Linked DNA regions of Mus musculus: region 2 is linked to region 1. Evidence: chromatin contacts called from public HiChIP or PLAC-seq data. All regions are on one chromosome and are shown on one strand. Each heading gives the region's core, a stretch centred on a gene start, on an enhancer-like site or on the middle of the called end of the contact. The rest is flanking DNA. Distances are from core to core; before and after follow the strand shown. Region 1 overlaps Mtap (methylthioadenosine phosphorylase). Region 2 overlaps Gm12610 (predicted gene 12610).

Region 1 (4,953 bases), core at 1,537-4,036:
AGTTGCAGAAACGAGGATTATAAAGTAATATGAATGCTTCTGTCCTATTTTGCTAAGAATACATTTGTCTTTCTTCCAATTTCTTTAACATCAATTGGTATGTAAGTTGAGAAACTAAAAGGATGTTCCCAAGGGACATTGCCCCATTGTGAATTTACTGTACAGGAATAGTTATATCATGTTAGGCTTACTCAGGACAGGACCTTGTTATTGTTTCATGTGGACATGAAATATTATTTGTGTCAAGTTGACAAGGGGTGAATTGTAGTGGCTGTTCCTAGTTGTCAACTTGACTATATCTGGAATGAACTACAATCCAGAGCTGGAAGGCTCGCCTGTGACCCTAATCTGGAGGCTGGGAGATACTAGTTTCTCACCTGGATCTTGGCATGGAGATCTTGAGGCATAGTGGCTATGAACCCCAGAAGATTAAGACAGGGAGATCTCTGAGTTCAAGGTCATCTGGGATTAAAGGCCTGGTGGCAACTTTTCTTTATTTTTTTTTTAACTTGCCCAAGCATTTAACTGTATCCAGTTCCCTCCAAGCCATCAAAGATATTTGATTATATTGGCCTTCCTTACAGCATGGAGTCATGTTTTTCCACTAATGACCTCCCATGGTTTCTGTTGTAATTTTGCTTGCCAGACCCCTTCTTGTGTGGCCATCCTGGCGCTGGTAGTCTTGTGTTTAACGTCTGATTCTGAGCCCACCCAGCTTCTCGTCTGTGTTCTGTTCGATTCGGAATTTTGAGGGAGTCGATCAAGAACACCAGAGGCTTTGTGTACAATATTGGTAGCCTGTCTTGTGGAGTGTCACATCCAGCCAGTGCCACCAGGCCAGTGGTCGTCTTCAGCATACCCACCATTTTTCCTAGTGCTCATTAACAGTCCCTTTGAAAGGATAAGGAAGTGGACATTTCCTTGGGCCAAGAGAATCTTGTTAGGCATTTCTATTTTCGAAGGACCTTATAGGGCATCCAAGATTTATAATTTGAGGTCTGTCTCCCATACTACATGTCTTCATGTGTCGCACTGTGCCCTGCCCGGGCACCACTGTCACACTGCTTGAGGAAGGCAGAATGAAGTCTGGAACTGGGGTCTGCTGCCTGCGTCTTCCTTCACCAGACCAGAAGGGGAAACAGCAGAGTCTGGGACAAATTCTATAGTTCTTTGTCTCCTCTCTGGGTTCCACTGAGAGTCAGGAACGGGGGCCAGCACTCTACCTTTCTCCTCTGGGTCTCTTGAGAGCCAAGCAGAGAGGGGAGACAGAGCTCTGGATGAGTGGACCTGTCCGATGAGGAGCGAGAGCCAAGTGGACCAGAAGGACTGGAGGGGAGATAGCCTTCCTCAGGGGTCTTTTAGTTGTAGGCCTTCCCCACAATGATCCTTAGTGAAGCAGCTCTCTGAGATGGACCTTGCTTGTTCTTGCTGATTTATTTGATGGTAGATGTAAGTGAATACACTTTATTTGGGCTGAGTCAGGGGTTCTCTATCTTTTGTGGAAAAGGAGTACCCAGGAAGGGAAGACAACATTATTGGCTGAAGACTCGGGGCTATCTGGATTCCTCACTAGCATGGAGAACTCCAGATGTTATGCCCAAGGTCCTCAGTTAGGTGTCCTGGTTACCTGTTCTAGAACAAGGAGCAGCTGTACCCTACTGGTCTCAGGTCTCTGAGGTCCTCCAGATCTGAGCTCAATCAACCTTGCCTTTTTTTTTTTTTTTTTTGGGGGGGGGGGGGGGTGTTGGTTTGGGTTTTTTTTTTTTTTTTTTTTTTTTTTTTTTTATCTGCATTTATTTTATGTTGAATTTATTCCCATGCCATGAGATTTTGTTTCTTCAGTTTTTTCTGGGATATCTCTTTCTTCTATACAACCTCCTCTTCGGGCTTTGGAACGATCTGTTCCTTCACAATGAGGATCATCTCAGTGTGGCTAGGGAGCTCATGTATGGGTTAATCGAGCCATGAGCTCTGCTCTATAGGTTCGTCGGTGTGTCTTAAGTTCCTTGTTCACCTGGATATGTTGAATAACTAGACAATCTACATCGAAACCGGAAGTTCAGCATTACTTTATGCATTTTAAAGCATGTGCAGCAAAAATTTAGCACTCTTTCCAGAATGGCACACATTGCTTCTTTAAAGTGACATCCTTCAGCCTCTTGGTGGCTTTGCCGCTATGAGGCTATGCATACCCTTGCTGTCCTGGGCAATTTCTCAGATGTTCTTAAACTGAATGAAGGTTTGAAACTCTAGATTTGCATGATTTTGTCGGATGTTCTGCGGCAAGAGAGTAGCAAACCATCTTCACAGGTCACGCCTGGCCGCTTACAGGAAAAGGCCTTGCCAGTTCCTTATAACTGGTAGCACGGTCCTATGTACTGTACATTCCTGTGGGTAGGGACATTTCTCTTTCATCCTGCCACCTGTGGGGGTGGGCAGCTGACACAGAGGAGTCGATGTAACTTCCCTCCTGACTCTGGCTTTGCTATGTGGATAAAGAGAGCTTAGCTGTTCTCAGGGCTCCAGTTGGACTTTTAGATGGTGAATTTTTTACATGCTTTGATCCCAGCATCTTCTGATCTTCAGTGTCACTTTGCCACTTATAGATAAAGCAGCAAGTGTATGGACCCCCAGCTGCTTGCTAAGGGGTCTACAGTTACTTCCTCACCAAATGCTAACAGTTCTTTTTACAAATATCTTTGATTATGCAGTGGCCTCTCAACCGCACAGGATCTATGATGAGGTGCCTCATGAAGTCAGAGACGAGAGATAGATGCCTCCTCCCTGCTGTGGTTTGGCACGGGCCTTGTGTAAACAGGCCAGATTCTAAGAAGAGCCTTGGCCGAGTTTAGAAGCATAGTTGTTTGGATTGCTTAGCCTTTCTCTTGTTACTTATCAGCTTTGTAGCTTATACTTACTTCTTAAAGGTTCGTTGTAGAGTGTTGCATAGGGGGCCTTCTCCTGGGGGACTCTGCTGGCTTCTCCCCAATGTTGACACACTCTATTGTCTCTTCCTGAATTTCTGGGCACACCTGGTCCCTCCATTTAACACCATGACCAAAAGGCAGGTTGTGGAGGAAAAGGTTTATTTAGATTACACATTTAGATAATAATTCATCTTTGGAGGAGATTGGGACAAGAATTCAAGCAGGGCTGGAACTTGGAGGCAGAAGCTGATGCAGGGTCACGGAGGGGCGCTGCTTACTTCCTTGCTCTTCATGGCTTGCTCAGCCTGCTTTCTTTTAGAACCCAGGATCACCACCAGCCCACCTACCGTGGACTGGGCCTTCCCCACGATTAGTGAGGGGAAAAATTGAGAAATTGCTTTGCAGCTGGACCTCATGGATGCATTTTCTCAACTGAGGCACTGATGAATCTAACTTGGGTCAAGTTGACACACAAAACCCACCAGTACAGATACTATTTTAGATCCTGTTGTTTGGGTAGAGGAAATGTAATACAGCCATCCCATTCGAGAGGCTGAGGTCCCAGGGGCAGGGACTTCCGGCAATGTCTTCATGTATCCTTTCTTCCTGTGCCATCAATATCTGCTGCATCACTGAAGTCATTGATTGGACAGGAAGGAAGGATATATGTAGAAATTGTGGGTGTGAGTCTTTATTTTAAACTTAAAACAAAATTCATAGAGACAGAGTAACTTCTGTGACTCAAAATACCAGGTCAAGCAATGCCTGCCCTTCAGTATCCTTACCTGTTAATGTAAGAGTTCTGCGGGTATTGGGTTCTGATATGTTCCTTCTCAAGCTTTTTGGTTGGTTGGTTGTTTTTTTTTTTTTTTTCCCAGCTTGTCCTCTTGCAGGAAGAATAGGAGAGGCCTGGGTTTGCTCTCGCTCTGACTCATCAGGAAAGTCCCGCACTAAATACATGGGCTGATATGATAGATGATGCCTATGTATTTCACCCTCCTCCTCCTAGAGACACAGCCCTACCTTGGGCTTCCCCGGTGATGTCATCGTTGAAGGCTGAGGTCTTGTAGGGGTGTGCTCTGGTGTCCACACAGGTCTTCTTTCATCTTGAGTGTGTCCACTAGAGTCTAACGGTTAGAAACGGACTCCTGAGCGAGATGACTTGCACCTGGGACCTCACCCCTGAGGAGTGCACAGTAGGGCCATTGTTTGAGGGTAGTTCTGGATACCCAGATTACATAATGACAGCACCCTGTCTAAAACAGGAAGGGAAGGCACGGAGACCCATGATGCAGAGTTTCCCAGGGGCCTTTGCTCCGTCCCACCCCTCTGAGAGGCAAGTGTGGACAGGACAGGACCATCCTGTTTCTCTGGCTTCTTGTGTGTGTCCTCACTCTGCTGAGAAAGTCATCTTCAATGTTATAAAGAAGCAGATACTACTGGGCATACACTCACTGCATGCCTCTGCCCTCCCTTCCATCTATAACTTGTGTCCGAGTTTTCCTTTTGTATCTAGCAAAGTCAACAACCCCCAAGAAGTAGTTTGTCCTTGGAGTCTGCTCTGGAATCTAGTTTCGTTAGAGCTCTTCACAGTCTCACCACATTCCTGTTGTAACAACTGAGCTGTGGAGCTGAGTGCCATGGTCAGTTAATGGCAGGCACTCCGTGATCATCCTCTGATTGATGCTTGAGAAGACCTAGGGACAGAGATGCTGCTACATACTAGCAAGTGGACCCAAACTCAGGTGATTCGAGCCTGTCCCCTCAGCTCCCGCTCTCCCGCCCCAGTGAGATGGCTCAGATTTTGTAACTGTCTTCTGGCACTTACTCGTTTGTAACACTGCCACACCCTCAGTGAGCCTGGCTGGAGCCACCTGTCCCTCTTCTGTCTCTGAGTCTCCATCACAACATCTTGTTCCGTGTGCATGCTCAAGCCTACCTTCTCTCCCTGCAAGCATTCTGGACAGTTCTCCCCCTTTCCACCTGACAGCCCCTTTAGCTGCTTTCTATAGCTTCCTGTAAATAA
Region 2 (4,953 bases), core at 622-3,121, 200 kb after region 1:
AATGGGAGAAGAGGTCCTTGGTCTTGTGAAGGCTCAATGCCCCAGTATAGGGGAATGCCAGCGCAGGAAGGTGGGAGGGGGAATACCCTCACAGAAGCTGGGGGAGGGGTATGGAATAGGGGGTTTCAGGCAGGGGAGGAAACTGGGAAAGGGGAGAACATTTGAAATGTAAATAAAGAAAAGATCGAGGACTGGAGGGATGGCTCATTGGTTAACAGCACTGACTGCTCTTCCAGAAGTCCTGAGTTCAATTCCCAGTAACCACATGGTGGCTCACAACCATCTGTAATGGGATCTGAGGCACTCTTCTGGTGTATCTGAAGATAGCTACAGCGTACTCATATAAATAAAAAATAAATCTTAAAAAAAAAGAAAATATCCGATAAAAAACGTTAAATGACAAAAAAAGAGAATTATAATGTAAAACACCAAAAGTCGTATGTGGCCATGGAAGACATTTTTGCTTCTTTTCTGTTAGAAGAGAGCTATATGGAATGTTTCCAGCCTTAGGCAAGTCCCTGGTATGATGTACTGTGATTCTATAGGCAAGACTGTGCACTGTAGCCTGTAACGTTTGGGAGGAGCGCAGGCCTCCAGTGCTGGACTCAAGAGCTGCGTTGTCTTTTCCTACTGCTCTTTGAAACACAGGGAATAATGTATACCCAGAGCAAGCTGCTACACAATCTGCTCCTTAGTTAGGAAAATGAAAAACATTGACAAACACCTATGATGAAGCCCACTACTTTGTTTGCTAAGCAAAAAAAAAAAAATAAATAAATAAAGCAAAAGCCAAATGTCTAAAGACTTGTTAAAAAAAAACAACTCCAAAACCGAAACCCAACCCAAACAACAGCTTTCTTCTGCAAGAGAATATCCTCTCCATTTTTTTTAAATCCCCAAAGTGTGGATATATGTGTGTGTGAGTGTGTGTGTGTGTGTGTGTGTGTGTGTGTGTGCGCGCGTGTGTATACAGAAACTAGGATGGTTTGTTCATGTGTGAAATCCACAAACCACCTTGTCTTTCTTTATGCTTCTGTATCACATCAAAGTTTGAAAGAAACTAAACCTTTGTTCTTGGTAAATCCATGTCACAGGGTGAGTCAGACCTTCCATAGTGGTGACTTTTTAACATCTCTTCATGTCAAATTATAGCGAATGCTTGGAATTTACTGTTTTACTTTCAATTGGGCCGATCTTAATATCGAGTGGCCAAAAGGCAGAGACAGGAAGACACTTCCTCCTGAAACCCCCAAGTCATTTAATCTTGCTGCTTAGTTATTCTCATTTATAACAAGACAAAATAGTAACTACCACAAGCCAAGTAACACCATCCTCTGGGCTTAAAAAGGACTTCTCTGTAATTAGAGAAACTGAAGCAGAAGCCCCCACTAGCCCTTTTTTTTTCCTTGGGGAGTTTGCAGGACAACTGCATCCCTGAGGTTTCTTTCTGTATTTGGGCTGGGAAGGCCGAGCAGAGGAAAAGCTGTTACGTGTAGAAAGCCACCTGCCCTTTAATAGTGAGAGAGGCTGGGTGAAACAGCAACTGACCCTGGGACATTCTCCCAGGTTCTGATTTTGTTTGGAGACCAATACAAAAGCTCCCAGGTTACGAAGTTCTCTGTGCACCTTACTGTAACACTCTCTCTCTAAGAAGATCAAAACATTTCAAATAATGACATTTAATGACTGCTTGCCGTAAAAAGCTGAGTCAGTTTGCCTTATGTTTTTCTCTAGTTAAGAAAAATTTGTAGATTCAAAACCAACATTTTCATTTTGAGAGGAAAAAAAAATGTCACCCAGAAGCAGCAGGGAGTAGCCCTGCTTCTGCGCATTAATTTATGTGTGGCTAAAGTTCAACTTTCTCAGTATGCCATGATCTCAGCACAATTGGCCAGACTCCATGGTGGACGATCAGCTCTGTCTTAGTAGGGCAGATTTGTTCTGGGAATCTGTGAGCCAAGTTTGCTGTTTTACACAGAAGTGGTCAGACCTGCTAGGCTTGCGAGAAGACTTGCCTAGCAGGTTCTGGGCTGAGATCACTCAGCTCATTTTAAAAGGGCTTGGTTGGGAGAAGTCAAGAGTAGTGGTTTGCCTCCTCAGTTGTTGGAGGGGAAACCAGGAAAGGGGATAACATTTGAAATGTAAATAAAGAAAAAAACCCGTCAGACACTCATAGATACACTATATTAATAAATAAGCTGTACATAAAGGACAAATTTTCCACCAATGTCATCTTTTGTAATAAAATATATTGCTGAGGCCTTCAGTCTTAGTTAAGCATTAAGGGTAAGAACTAATGCTCTTTTCTATACGTTTATATTGCTGCTCAATGATAGATTATATTTGCAAAAATTTGAGCTTCTGGGAAGGCCATTATGAATTGATTTCCAAAGCTTAGGAATAAACTGTTTAAATTACAAAAAGGAAGAAAAGAAAAGAAAGAATAAATGGTTCAACTTTGAATAGCTGAAGTTATTTTTCTTATTTTCTCCTCCAAATACCATCTACCATCTCTCTAGGAGCTGAAACCTTCAATCACAAAGTTATTCATTCATTCACCAAGTATTTGCTGAATATCAGCATTGCTTCAGAAACGGACGGGTCACTAGAGGTAGGGTAGTGAACAGTACATTTTCTGCCTTGGTGGTCTCGTATACCAAATATTTATAATATTCACAAAAATGTTATAATTCACAGATGTCAGCAATTCATATCATTAGTTCCTGTCTCTAAAAAGCAGAAAGTACATAACTGCTCTTGGAAAGGGCTGGCAGAGAATGGCTGTAGACATCCCAGCATATCACATTGATGAATTTATGAAATCTGGTCCATGCCTCAGCAGGCATTCGTCTGCCCACTGTGCCCAGGCGCTACGTTGCCCTCCGGCCACCAATGCAGGGCTCCGGGAGTACGAGTCCAGCAGGTCTCAGTCTATACTGTCTTCAGGCAAGTACTCAGACCCAGTAGCGATGTCCAACACTGACAGTGATGTTAACCTTGGCCCTGTTCTGTTAGAGAAAGTTTATGATGACTTTGAATCCTTTTCCCCAAAGCTCTGATGTTTCTGCAAGAGTGACCTGAATTCTTTTTCTTTTACATAACTGTGCAAGAACCATTACGTTTAAACTCTACTATTCAGTTCTGTTCATAAAATACATGATTTGGTAACACATGGCCACAGTTACGGAATGCGCACATGCTTTGACAGTCGATGGGTTTTGTGATCCTCCTAGTAATATGCTGTCATTTTGAAGTGATTGATCACAATACTTTTATATAGGAGTTGTAATTCTTTTTTTCCCCTTAAGGTCATTTTCTTCGTTATAGTTGTAAGGGACTATAGAGTTCATATTTTGTATTTGAAAATTTAAATTACTTATAGAAATAACATTCATATCAATCACTTAAGAATTTTTTTTAACATTACTATACCTTTTATATTGTATGGAGTGATTGTGAACATTTTCTTTTTGCAATTAAGAGTCTTGTTTTCATGAATTTTCAGCCACAGAACAAGCTGTCTCTTAGATTTTCTCCCCCTTTCAAAGTAAGATAACATCAACATTAGTAAATTGTGTATAAATTTACTTTAAGGCTTTTCCACATTTGCTGTCTTTATATGTGTTTCTCTATCAAGAACTGTCTGAATAAAGGGGCTGTTCTGATTGTAGAATTATGTCTACTGTGTGTGTGTGTAGTATTTGATTGTCTATAAATGTATGTAGTATTCAAAGTTGGGCACCTAATATACTGACTCAGATGAAAACTGGATTTGCCTTCAAAGCATACAGTCCAGCAAGTGAGAGATTTGAGTTTTACAATGTGACCCTACTTCTTTCTCCTTGGCTTGTGAAAGCTGTTTTTTATGTTTTCTTTCATTGTTTCCCAAACGTCCGTTACCCATGTGTCATACTCATGGCTTTCGGACTATTTGCATGCCGCCTACGCTGTTAAGCGTTTGGAAATGTGCTATTATTTTAAACTTAGTTGAGTTTGTTTGATAGCAGAAACAAGGCCGTTGAATTCCTAGGTTGATGCCCTGGCTATAACATTTTCAAATAAAGAGACTTTAATGTCAATATTTGACTACTAAGTCATCCGTGTCCAGGTCTTGGCATCAGTGTTTTACACACCATAGGGAGACTCTACCTGTGAATTCTCCCTGGGAGTGAGGCTAGGGAGGGCAGTACACAACTCACTTTATCTCCTTTTTACAGCTCCTCTCACAGAGACACGAGGCAGAGGGCAGGGAAGTGAGGACTGGGTAACTGTAAGCAACACGTGATGGGATGTTTTCAGATTAATTCTCTTTTCTTTAGTCAGCTGATATTTCCTACCTGATTAGCATATTAATAAAAATAGTTCTTGAGGGTGAAAGAGTAAGGATGAGACATGTAATGAGACATGTTTGCTGTTTATGAAACAAAGTAACAATCTAAGAGTGGAGATATTGGTGTCAGTTACACTGAAGGCAGAAAACATATTTTACTTTCCCCTTTCCAACTGTTTTTTTTTTTTTTTTTTTGGTCTCCCTCCAGCTAATCAGCAGGAATATCTTTTTCATTATGAGCCCTAAGGCACTGCTCGGAAGCCTTTGCATTCAGAGGCAGTAACCCCAATTTGTTATTGTTATTTCTCTGCTTACTGTGGCCCAGGATCACTATGGAGTGCAGACTGATTTTGAGTGTGAGGCAGTTTTCTTGCCTCAGCTTCCTAAGGATCACAAGTGTGACTCACCACCACAAGTGTGACTCACCACACCTGGCGTCTACCTACCTATACTTTAATAAACATTGTCATGAAACATAGAATTATTAACATTAAACTTCCTCATGTTATAAGAGAAAAATCTGAACCTCAAGAATTGGTGCCAACTTCCCCCTGGTTCTATAATTAGCTGTAAGAGTTGCACTGCAAATTGCTTCTTATAAATAAAACACATCTTTTAAAAAA

Evidence for each region. HiChIP or PLAC-seq counts read pairs in DNA pulled down with a chosen protein or histone mark.
Region 2: a contact with region 1 is called in a FOXA1 HiChIP or PLAC-seq map of pancreatic cancer cells. The contact joins two enhancer-like sites. A contact is called at or near these places in 5 of 484 Hi-C or Micro-C datasets (Sertoli cells, bone marrow-derived macrophages, cortical neurons and 1 more), 2 of 115 datasets of contacts at active chromatin or transcription factors (CD8 T cells and pancreatic cancer cells) and 1 of 9 other capture datasets (bone marrow-derived macrophages).

The regions. Positions count from the first base shown.
Region 1 is chr4:89,159,890-89,164,842 of GRCm38.p6, forward strand. All of the region lies in intron 4 of Mtap (methylthioadenosine phosphorylase), which reads left to right. It also overlaps the pseudogene Gm12607. Among named protein-coding and RNA genes, the nearest start is that of Gm26490, 21 kb to the right of the region's middle. Within about 2 kb of position 2,787, at least 66 of the 459 cell types and tissues checked have an H3K27ac peak or open chromatin away from gene starts, as enhancers often do. A contact at or near this core is called in pancreatic cancer cells, where this site is marked.
Region 2 is chr4:89,358,605-89,363,557 of GRCm38.p6, forward strand. The region is part of intron 2 of Gm12610 (predicted gene 12610); the gene reads left to right. Among named protein-coding and RNA genes, the nearest start is that of Cdkn2b, 50 kb to the left of the region's middle. Within about 2 kb of position 1,872, at least 50 of the 459 cell types and tissues checked have an H3K27ac peak or open chromatin away from gene starts, as enhancers often do. A contact at or near this core is called in pancreatic cancer cells, where this site is marked.